2 separate regions of the Mus musculus genome follow, and region 2 is linked to region 1. A link is a contact called in public HiChIP or PLAC-seq data. All regions are on one chromosome and are shown on one strand. The core of a region is the stretch at or near the end of the contact, and the rest is flanking DNA. Distances in the headings are between cores, read along the strand shown. Region 1 holds the start of Frk (fyn-related kinase). Region 2 overlaps Frk (fyn-related kinase).

What was found. HiChIP or PLAC-seq counts read pairs in DNA pulled down with a chosen protein or histone mark.
Region 2: an H3K4me3 HiChIP or PLAC-seq map of intestinal villus epithelium shows a contact between it and region 1, with 4 times the contacts expected there. The contact joins the enhancer-like site here to the promoter of Frk in region 1. A contact is called at or near these places in 5 of 39 promoter capture datasets (the 3T3-L1 cell line, 3T3-L1-derived adipocytes, embryonic stem cells and 2 more), 1 of 115 datasets of contacts at active chromatin or transcription factors (intestinal villus epithelium) and 2 of 9 other capture datasets (adipose tissue and liver).

What each region holds. Positions count from the first base shown.
Region 1 is chr10:34,479,729-34,485,550 of GRCm38.p6, forward strand. It overlaps Frk (fyn-related kinase), which reads left to right and starts at 3,672. Exons shown (of 9, transcript NM_010237.3): 1 at 3,672-3,860; 2 at 4,017-4,641. The coding sequence starts at 4,277.
Region 2 is chr10:34,540,641-34,546,112 of GRCm38.p6, forward strand. The region is part of intron 2 of Frk (fyn-related kinase); the gene reads left to right. Among named protein-coding and RNA genes, the nearest start is that of Frk, 60 kb to the left of the region's middle. Within about 2 kb of position 1,616, at least 7 of the 459 cell types and tissues checked have an H3K27ac peak or open chromatin away from gene starts, as enhancers often do. A contact at or near this core is called in intestinal villus epithelium, where this site is marked.

The DNA of each region.
Region 1 (5,822 bases), core at 2,422-4,921:
GAGAGAGAGAGAGAGAGAGAGAGAGAAGATGAGTCAAGCTGGCCATGAGCTCATGAAGAGAAAAGGGGGAGGGGAATGGGGAGAGAAGGGGAAGGAACAGGAAGACAGAGTGGGGAGCAAGAAGGCAAGAGAGCAAGAGAGAGAGGAGGGGGCAAACAGCCTCTTTTATATTGAGTCAGGCGTACTTGGCTGTTGCCAGGCAACTGTGGGCAGAACTTAGACAAAATTTTAGCAGGTGGAGTCCACTGAGCCTGCAGACTGGTGAGTGACCTAACAGTAGTGTGGAGACCGAAGGACCTGACAAGCCATGAACTGGCGCAGAAATGCTACCAAACAGCAGTGGGAGTTCATGTCACAACACTCTGAAAACCAGACACAGGAGGAGTGTTAAATTTACAGTGGCTACTAGGAGCAGGGCATTCAGAGCCAGAAAAGTCTCAGAGGAAGGGAAGTTTGTTTTGGCTGGGATGCCCAGTAAGGCCTTTAAGGAAGTAATAGGAATTTATTCAGACTTTGAAATGCAGACCAGCATCTTCTGGGAGGAGAAGGAATGCTGAGAAAAGAATGTCAGAGGAGACAGAACTAGATGTAGCAACAGATAAGGCTTACTGGGAGCCTCAATAAAGCAATTTGGTTGAGCTGGAGGACTAATGCAGGGATGTAATGGAGCGGGATGATGTCGAAAGGCCATGTCTGATAAAGTCCAGATAAAGTGTACATTCCTCAGCTTTGATTCCAAGCCATATTTTTTTTCAGGCAGTGAGGATCTGCTGAAAGTTACTGTGCAACAGACAAACTTTACTAATGTTCTTTGGAAGCTTGGTATAGGGATTAGAGGGGACAGTTGCCAGAGGAAGGAAAGCTGGTCTGGGCAGCTGGTTCAGTAAGGGTCTAAAATCAGAGAGATAACTTCAAAAATCCTTATGTTGAGGCCATTTTCACCCTCCAGACTCTCTTTCACTTTGTGCAGGTATTTCAAAAGTGTGGTTTCACCTCAAACCCATTAAACCCATTTCCCACCTCCTATACTTCTCCTCCTTTCCTTTTTGTCCTCACCCTCTCTGCCCTTTCCCCCTCTCCATATGCATCTCTCACTTTCCATTCTTGTGAACTAAGTCATTCACAAATATTCTACTACTTACATTGGAGACATTCTGAGAAGCATCAAAGGTTCAGAAAACAGGGTTTTAGTCTGAGAAAGCAAATACTAAGGGAACCAAGAGGGGCTCACTGAGAAGCCAAGTAAAAGTTGGTGTCAGACATCAGCAGGGCACAAAGTACTAACCTATTATGTTAGAGAAGATGCCACTCAAGCCAATGTGGAAAAATGACAAGGAAATAAGTCATGGGGGGGAGGGGTGAGCGGAGGAAGGCTGTGTCATAGTAGGGAATGTGGACTCTGTTTTCAGGAGCTATTGGTAGCAAGCAGATTTGGGAATTGATAACAGGAGTGAAAGACCATGACATTGGGGGAGTTATGGGGCTTTGTTTGTTTTGAGTTTAGTTTTCATTCCAAATACGCTGAAGGCTGCTGGAGAGTTTAGCCTTCACGATGCATTAGGTCTATCTATCTACCTCTCTCTCTCTCTCTCTCTCTCTCTCTCTCTCTCTCTCTACCTATTTGTTTATTGAGTTGACAAAACCAAGGATTTATATTTTCCGGGTCTGCAGGGTATTCACTACTCATGGTTCAACTGACTGGTGGCTCTGGCCGCTTGGGCAAGTCACCTAACCTGTCTCAGCCTCAGTTTTTTTCTCAAAACAAAACAGAATTACATAGCTCCTTCATAGACCTTGTTCTTTAAATACTGAATCATTTACAACATTCCTAGTGTGGTTCTGGGAACACAGAAAACCCTTGAATGCCGATACATATGGCTGCTGTGCTCTTGCCAGTCCCTGGCCATTCACCTCAGGATTCAGGCAAGCCGGAGATGAATGACCGGGAGTAAGAGAGGCCATTGAAGACTGTGGAATTTTCTATTTCCTGTTCAGTGACCAGTTGTCATTCAGATGGAGTTTGTGTGTTTGTTTCTTTGTTTTGTTTTTTTGTGTGGAATAAATGAAAAGAAGGCTGAGCAGACATAGGTGACTGACTTGCTGAAAGCAGCCAGAGAAGGTGTCAAAGACACCTGTCAGGCATCAAGCTTGGGTGCCCAGGAGAGTTCCACTGTCACCGACGTGAAAAAATCTTCTCACACTGGGTCAGGTTCCCAGGCCACTGCTTTCCTGACATCCTTGGGTTGTTGGTGCTATTTAAGTCTCTTCACCTCCTCAGGGGATGGGATGGGCTGTTTGTCACTGTCATTTCCCACAATGTTTTGACCTAGTCACAGTGAAGGTATATTTAAATTTAGGGTAGCAAGGCTGGGTGTGGTGGGGCACACCTTTAATCCCAGCATTCGGGAGGCAGGAGGCAGGCAGATTTTGAGTTCGAGGCCAGGCTGGTCTACAAAGTGAGTTCCAGGACAGCCAGGGCTATACAGAAAAACCCTGTCTCGAAAAAACCAAAAACCAAAACCAAAAACAAACAAACAAACAAAAATTTAGAATAGCAAAGGGTTTGGAGTCTTAAATCCACTTAAAGTTGAGTTTGGGTCCACCTGTGCTTAGTAGACCTTCTCATTCTTTCTGTTTCTACATCATGTAGATGTCCCAGGAAAGACCACAGCATCTGTAAGCCATGTTTAAAGAAATCAAGAAGATACCACACTTTCACAGTTCATGGTGTTTGGTACAGAATATTTGTTATGATTCATTGGTATCATGATCACTATTTTCATTTCTGTGTAAAATAAGGAATTACACGTGCAGTCTGTTTTAGGTCTCATGGTATTAAAATAAAACAAAATATGTCTCAGAATTTGGCTTTATGTGTGTGTGTGTGTGTGTGTGTGTGTGTGTGTGAGCCATGTGTGATGGATATGTGTCTATGTATGGGTGTACATATATGTGGAAGACAAAGAACATTGCGGCCTGCTTTGTCATTTGCAACCTTATTTCCCTTAAGAAATGGTCCCCTCCCGAGGTTGCCTGTTTCCATTTTTTTCTGCTGGCCCTCAGTGCTGCAGTCCCAGAATGTCTATCTTAACCTGAGCCTGAGTTGTTCTGAGGTCTCACCACAACCCCACGGAGTCAGCATGACTATGGACCTGAAGTCCAACTTGAAGAGACAGCATCTCTACAAATGCTCTTATCAGCCTGCCACCTGTTTCTCCTGTGTGTGCTTGGGTACACGTGCTACAGAAATAGCGATGTAAGGGGTCAGGAATGAGATGTCTCTGTGGGAAAAAGCAGCCTTTCGGGTTCTCAGCATTTTGCCCAGCTGCTTTGCTACTCTTTTTTTTTTCACCAGAAACTTCTGAGGCTATTAAAATCTATTCCTAGTGATTAAAAAAAAAAATGGTAGGGACTCAAAGGCTCTTTTTCAATTGCCACATGTCTGGCAGATCCTACCTAAACACCCAGTTTTCTCCTTTTAAAATTTTCTCTACCAGTATCAAAACAATCCTACTCATATTTGTGAGGAAATAAATCTCTGCCTTGCATTCTGTGTAGGGAATATAGCAAGACAGATAGCCATCTGGGCTAGCCTGTTTCTCTGGGTTTTGGCTGCTTTAAGAATCTGGCTTCTTGGTAAGGGGGCTGGTCTATCCTGGGTGTGGGAGGAGGGAGCGGGAAAGCTGACCTGGGAGTTCCTTTTAGATCAGACAAAAAGAAACCAGGAAGTTAGGAGGAATTATTACAGTCTGTACAGCTCAGGATGTTAAAGGCGATAACCTCCACGGCCTGGTTATTCATTAGCAAGAAGGAAAGCTCCGGAGAGAGCAGAACTCTCTCAGCTGCAGGCTTGAAGCAGGGTGAGAGCAGCTGGAGCAGGCCGGGCTGGGAGCTTGTTCCTGGAGTTAGTCTCTCTCTAACTTTTTCCGGGGACAGAGGGAGAGGTGGCTGTTCTTTGTTCTCAAATGTCCCTCTAAATAAAACCCTTTTTATTTTACTTATTGTTCGGTGCCCAGGCAGTCAGGAAGAAGCACCTTCCCACTGGACCTCCAGCTCAGTCCTCTCTTGGTTTTGCCTCAGGGCAGCAGCTACAAACAGAAAGCCAGCTGTGAGTGTCTTGGCCAAGCCCAGATCTGCCGGAGAGAGGAGAGATCCGAAGCGGGAGGTATGGTGAGTTGCAGCTGATTTGGAAGCTGCCTGGTGGAGGACCGTGGCTCTGTACAGCTTGTGGGGAGAGGACTATCCTCTCCTACAACTACTAAGCTAGAACAACACCATGGGCAGCGTCTGTGTGAGACTCTGGGCATACCTGCAGCCTTTTCTCCCGTGCTGGTCTCAAGAGGCAGACAAGTCAGTAGTAATTGAGAATCCAGGGGCCTTCTGTCCCCCAGAGGCTCCCAGGTCACAAGAGCCCGAGAGAAGCCATGGCCAGTATTTTGTGGCTCTGTTTGATTACCAAGCACGTACTGCAGAGGACCTGAGCTTCCGTGCCGGCGACAAACTCCAAGTCTTGGACACTTCGCATGAGGGCTGGTGGTTGGCCAGACATTTGGAGAAGAAGGGAACCGGCTTAGGTCAGCAGCTACAGGGCTACATTCCTTCCAATTACGTGGCGGAGGACCGGAGTCTCCAGGCAGAGCCGTGAGTAGCACCGGCCATACTTTTTTCTTGATTCTTTCGGGGTTGGATACTGAACTCTGACTCTCCTTCCTTCCTATCCACGGACTCTCATTCACAGATCGGTCCAGTGTATGGAAAGGCATTCTAGAAGCTGTTAATTGAAGCATGTCTTTCTCGCAAAGTGAGAGAGAACTGCTAAAATGACTTTGATTATAGTGGGCACACCTATGGTCCATCTAATACTCTCCCTCTGCCTCACTTTCAATAGAACTACATTTTCATTTACGGGCAGCTATAGTCTCTCCTAAACCTACTTTCAAATCTAAAATCGGAGGCTATTTGTTTAGTTAGTGTAAACTTTCCAAGCATTCCAAACTAATGCTACAAATCCTGCAGTTGACCACAACCATTTCCATTATGGTAGGCTCACAAGTGGGCTAATTTACAAAGACAACAAAACAACTACACAGTAGTAGTTTTTTTTTTTTTTTTTTTTTTCCTGGTGAAATCATAACAGAGAAAACTTTCTTGGTGTTCCTAGATCCTGAGGTATATTCAAATTACGAAAATAGCTTTTGGTTTTTAGGATTAAAAAGTGGCCAGGTATAGACAGCAAATTTTAAGAAGAAAAATCACGGAGATATTTCTTTCAATACTAGACTAAGATTTCATCCTGAAAAAGTGATTTTAGAAGGGGGGCCGATGATGAACACATCTAATTATTGCTTTTTGCCTCAGTTCTAGTTATCTGTCTCTGATCGTGGAGGTTAAACAATGATCTAACCTTGTAAGAAATGGACTACAAAAGGTTGTTTAATACATCTTACAGACGGAAATGTCCCTGCAAGCTCAGGTTCTGAAACTTTTTCTCCAGCTGGTGGCGCTGCGTTTGAAGTCTGTGGAAGCTTTAAGAAATTGTGCCTGGGTGGTGGGCAGGCCTCTGCAGAGTGTAGCTAGCCTTTACTCCATCCTGCTCCTGTGTTTACTGCTACACCATACAGTCTGTCACATGCTCTTTCCACCCTGAACTTAAGCACTATGCCTGCTGTCCCATGACAGATTAAAACCTTCAGTAACTATGAGCCAAACTAAATATTTCCTCCAGAGAAAGAGGGAGGGAGGGAGGGAGGGAGGGAGGGAGGGAGGGAGGGAGGGAGGGAGGGAGAGAGAGAGAGAGAGAGAGAGAGAGAGAGAGAGAGAGA
Region 2 (5,472 bases), core at 366-2,865, 59 kb after region 1:
TCCTCCAAAATTCCCCCTCTGAGCTGATTATTCAGGTGGACAAGAGCTATAAGAAATGCTTTATCAAGTGATCCAAGAATGAACTTCCTAGTTTCTTATGTGACTACAAGTTCTACCTCAAATACTAACCTCGAGTGACATCTTTGGATCAACATTCTTACCATGTAAGCTGTCAATGTGCTCTTGTTTTAAAGGATAGAGAAGTCAGTCTCATTTTTTTTTTTTTTATCTTTATGTTCCTAAACAAAGGTTCTCCTTTTTGAAGAAAAAGGAGGTCAGATAGGAATATATAATCTAAGGCTAATTAACGTCTGAACTGCACCACAACTCTCCTCTAGCACACAGACATTTTATACTGTAAGATACTCAATAGGCACTGAAGATTATATAAGAACACATTATCTAAAGTTCAGTGTTCAGAATCAACATGACTATAAATGCCATGTCAAAGTTCAATGCATTAATAGTTTTATCAAATATTGTTAAGAGCTCCAAAGGACATATTGCCATCTGTGAAGGTATCATACATGATCCTTGGCCTAGAGAGGTCTTCAGCAACAAGTGAATTACCTAAAATAAACAATTAAAAATAGGTGCACTAATTTCTCATGCTTTGTGTCAAATGTGAGGTGCATTCTCTGAATACTGTAGGAATGTTGGGGAAGGAAGTTTAAGTGTACATTAGGTGCGGCAGTTGCAGGTGGGACAAAGTTGGATGAGTGGCTAATGTCCACATGCTCAAATGCCTGACATTCCACTTCAGAAGGCTTTATTTCATAATCAATCTGTACAAGATAGTCAAAACAAAACAACCAACTTACCAAACAACAATGATAATAAACAACCTTGTCCATGTGGTGAGATATATGTAGCCCATCACACTCTCAGAGGCTAGCTCCAGGCATGTCTGCATGAGGTAGGGGTAGACAGAGGCAATATAGAAGATTCATGACATCTGTGCTTGGCTCTTGCATATGATGATGAGGTACTCAGGATTAAGATGAAAAAGAAGAGATGGTACCATATTGCCACAATCTGTGTGGTGAACAAAAGAAAGGTTGTGATGAAAAAAGGAAAGCAAAGAATGAACAACATAATCTTCCTGAGAATTACCTTCTCTTTTTTATGATTTTGCCATGTCAAAAGGTGGAGAGGCAGCCATAGCTGACCCTGAGCCAAGGAGACATTGAACCAAGGAAGAGTTCTTAGAAGGGGTGGGGCCTAATTAGCTGGAACAGGAACTTGATAGAGGCCTTCCTGGCAGTGTTGTTGAAACACAGATGCAGGTGAATGATACAGGGATATGGAGCCACAATAGCTCCAAGTTACTCTATATGGAAGGCTTTTGTTTAGCTATGATAAGTTACTAGATGTGGATATGTGTGCCCAGCAAACTGTAGGCATTTTGTAACTGGCTGACATCTCCTGAGCATGGTACAGTAGTTTTACTCATCATAGTATATGTCATGATTGATGATGATGATGGTGGTGGTGGTGACGATGATGGTGATAGCAAAGACATCCTAACCCCAATTCCACTGCTGTGTTGTTCTAACTTATTTGCCACTTAGTGACTCTGCCAAGTTGACCTGCACTTTCTGTTCCTTGTTTGCTTATAAGACATAGTTCCTCCCTCATCTCTAGGAACTGCCTATGGTATTTGAAGACCAGCTGCGTTAGTGTGTAGGAACAGAGTAAGATATCAGAGGTCAACTTTTATCAACAGTTTCAGCATTTACTGATAGTTGTGCTTCTGTTTAAATTGCAGGAGGAAATTATACACATCTATACAGAATTATGAGTACCTAGATACCGATTTTTACCAGTTGATACTGCAGTTCAGACTCTAGTATATGAAATAATAAACTCTTAGTGAAGGTAATATGTTTATTTGCTTGTTCTTTTCATAGTGGCATAACGTTTGATTGATAATAATATTTAGATGTGATATTATTTAACAAATTTACATGTGATATTCTTTAATGCTTTTTTTTTTTGGAAGAGTATATTGCTTTGTGAGGGGTGTATATGGTTATGCACTAGTGTGTGTGGTTACACAAACTGTTTTTTATTCCTTGAGATAGAGTCTCTCACTGGAAGTAGGCTGACAGCCAACCATCCCCAGAGATTGTCTTGTCCCTGCCCTGAGCAGCACTGTTACATCCAGATTTTTATGTAGGTACTAGAGACTTGAACTCACATCCTGATGCTTGTATAACACACACTCTGACACACTGAGCTATGTCTCTAGCCCCTTTATGTTTCTTAATGTTGTCTCTTTTTTCCATAGATGATCAGTTGATAATCATAATGCAGATTTCATTAGTCTTTTTGATTTAATAAGACAGCATTTATTAGGGGGGGTATGAATGAAGGGTCACTTGGGACAATTAGAGATATAAGATCCTGCTTATATATTAACCATGGTTCTATCATGACTTCAAATCTAGAATATCCAAAGCAAACATACAATTTTTCTCTTCATTTAGTTCTTATCTGAGCTACTTAGCATGACCATGGCTGTATAACAAGCTCTTACATGTATGATTTCTTTTAATCTCACAATACATGTCAGGTCATTGCTAAAATTCCTACTCACAAATGATAATGTTGAGGTACAAGGGATTAAATGAATTTCCTATTGTCATTCTCCTCCTCGTCCTCATCCTCCTCGTCCTTCTTCTTCTTCTTCTTCTTCTTCTTCTTCTTCTTCTTCTTCTTCTTCTTCTTCTTCTTCTTCTTCTTCTTCTTCTTCTTCTTCCTTCTCTCTCTCTCTCTCTCTCTCTCTCTCTCTCTCTCTCTCTCTCTCTCTCTCTCTCTCTCTCTCTCTCTCTGAGTGTGTGTGTGTTTGAGACAGGGTTTCTCTGTGTAATAGCTATGGCTGTCCTGTAAGTCACTTTGTAGACTAGGATGGCCTTGAATTCATAGAGATCCATCTACCTCTGCTTCTCAAGTGGTGGGACTAAAGGAATGCACCACCACTTTCCGACCATGCTGCCATTCTTAAGTGGCTGACTGTGCTTCTGAGATGTTCCTGGAATTATTAATGTTCAACACCCTGGCTGGTATGTTCCATCTGTTTGTCTGTTCATCTGTACTTCCCTCTCTCTGATTCCACTGGTATTTTTCTTGTATCTATCAATTTTGATTGTCAACATTTTGAATCTTGACCCGGTAACATGTAGATTTTTGTATGTTTTCTTAAGTGACTTCATTTCATTGTGTATATTAAAGTAGATGTTAAGTTATTCTGAAACTACGTCTTATTACAAATCTTCACACCTAAAGAAGGATATAGAGTGAAAACTGAAGAACGTCATTATTTTCTTCATGTCTCACTAATGTTAGAGATGTGTACACATTTGTGTACATATACACACATGCTGGTTTTATAAAATATAAACAAATAGAACACCTCTATTACTCTCAAGTTTAGCACTTTAATCCAACACTGGAATATTCATGGGAACATTCAGATATTTTCATGTCAGTATGATAGATGCCTGACAATTATTTGTAAAACACATTTGGGCTTTGGTCACATATGTCTTACTTCCATGACAGGTATTTATTTTCTGTTTTAATCTTAAAGGAGCACTTCTTTCTCTCAGCATCTGAGTTATCACAGGTTTCTTCTTTTGGATACTGTATGTTATGGTATGATATACAATAAAAACATTATTTTTAAGTATCAATAAAGCATATGAGTTATATGTTTAAGGTATCATTTTACTGAATAACTCCTTTTCACAGCTAAGTGTCAAACTCTGGCTTATTTTATGCGTCTTGTACACATTCTAAATTAACATGGAAGGTTTCTTATGCTCCTGACTGCTGGACAATAGCCCTGCTCTGTCTGCATGAGTCGATCAGTACTGAAGTCTGAGATTTTTCATTTTAATGGTTCCAGGCAAAGCTGATATTCTTGGACTAGCAACCACATTTTAAGGACCATGCCTACATGATCGTCTGTGGCATTTCACATGATCTATGATATTTAGATTCCTTTTGGGCCCTCACTGTTTGTTCACTGCTCAAAAGAACAGCAGGTCAGGGGGTGGCTGAAATACTTTGGTGAACAGTCAGGCCTGAAGTGTGCATGCCCTTCTAGAATGATGCCAACTAGGTCTCCAAAAGTCAGAGCCAATGACAGCAACTGGCAGTTCTGGCAGGAGCTTCAACCTCAAATTAAGGAAGAGTTTCCACAGGTGCAAAGAGAGAGGTGAATTACTGTTTCTCAGTTAGGCTTGCTCGACAGTATCATGTGCTCTAAAGATCACAATCTGCAGCAGGTGCATCATCTTTCAGCATGAAGGATGGCATTATAATGCAGTTGCAAGCAGAAAATAACTATTTATGTTTTTCTCTTCCTGATGGGAGTAGAGCAAAAGTCTTAAGTATGACATAAACAGATACATTCACTCAAACACTTAAATTGAATCTATGTAGGAAAGTCCAGAATTGCTGAGACAGAAGTTCTAAAAATTAGTAAATAATTTCTCTATAAATGAAGATTGCCTTATCTTTAATCATTGGATTTACATAAACTGCTGGCTTGTATGTATCTCGCACAGAAGACTCACATCATTCATGCAATTATCCCAAATACAAATGTATGTATCCACACAAAGCTTACATAATGGAGTATTTATATGTGAGAATAAAATATAGGAGATACCATAATTTTTAAAAATGTAACTTGTTGGATAATTGATAGAGGGCAATTCGAAGATCAATGCCCTATGAATTTGGAAAATGCACAAAGCTGATCAGTACATTTCACCTCTGCTACTTCTTTGCTGAAAATATATGGAGACTTTTTTCTTTTACCATTTCTGGAAATAGCTATCTTAACTGTTCATTTTTAATAAGCATGTACATATTTATAAAATATGTACAATTTTGAAAATGTGCTCGCTTAAGTTTTATATAAATGATATCACAATGTTGTGAATTGTTGTTCAACTTTTTTTTTACAAGAAAATGATTTTATTCTAATTTTTAGTTCCAGACAGCTCACAAATCCACTGCCTCTGACAATACCCAGAGTATATGCAGATACACTCATGGCACAGCTGGGGAAACTTGAGGTTTCTCTACACAAACTATTCTGTTAATGTCGCTTAAAAATCCAGACTACATGATATGTGTGGGCAAGTTGTTCAACTTTTTTTTGCACCCTTATGATTTATTTGTTTTCAACACTGTAAAATTACACTTAATCCCTGTAACTCTTTATTCTTTGTGATGGATATTTAGGTTATGTCTCTTTTTTTAACTTTATTTATTTTTCTTTCTTTTCTTTTTATGGTGCTAAGGATGAACCCAGGCCTCACAGCATGCTAAGCAAGCATTCTATTACTGAGCAACACTCGCTGCACCTGCTTTCGATATGCCAATGCTAAAATTCTATAGCAAATATTCTTGTTGCATATCCTTGAGCATATAATATACACAACGATCTGGTGCTGG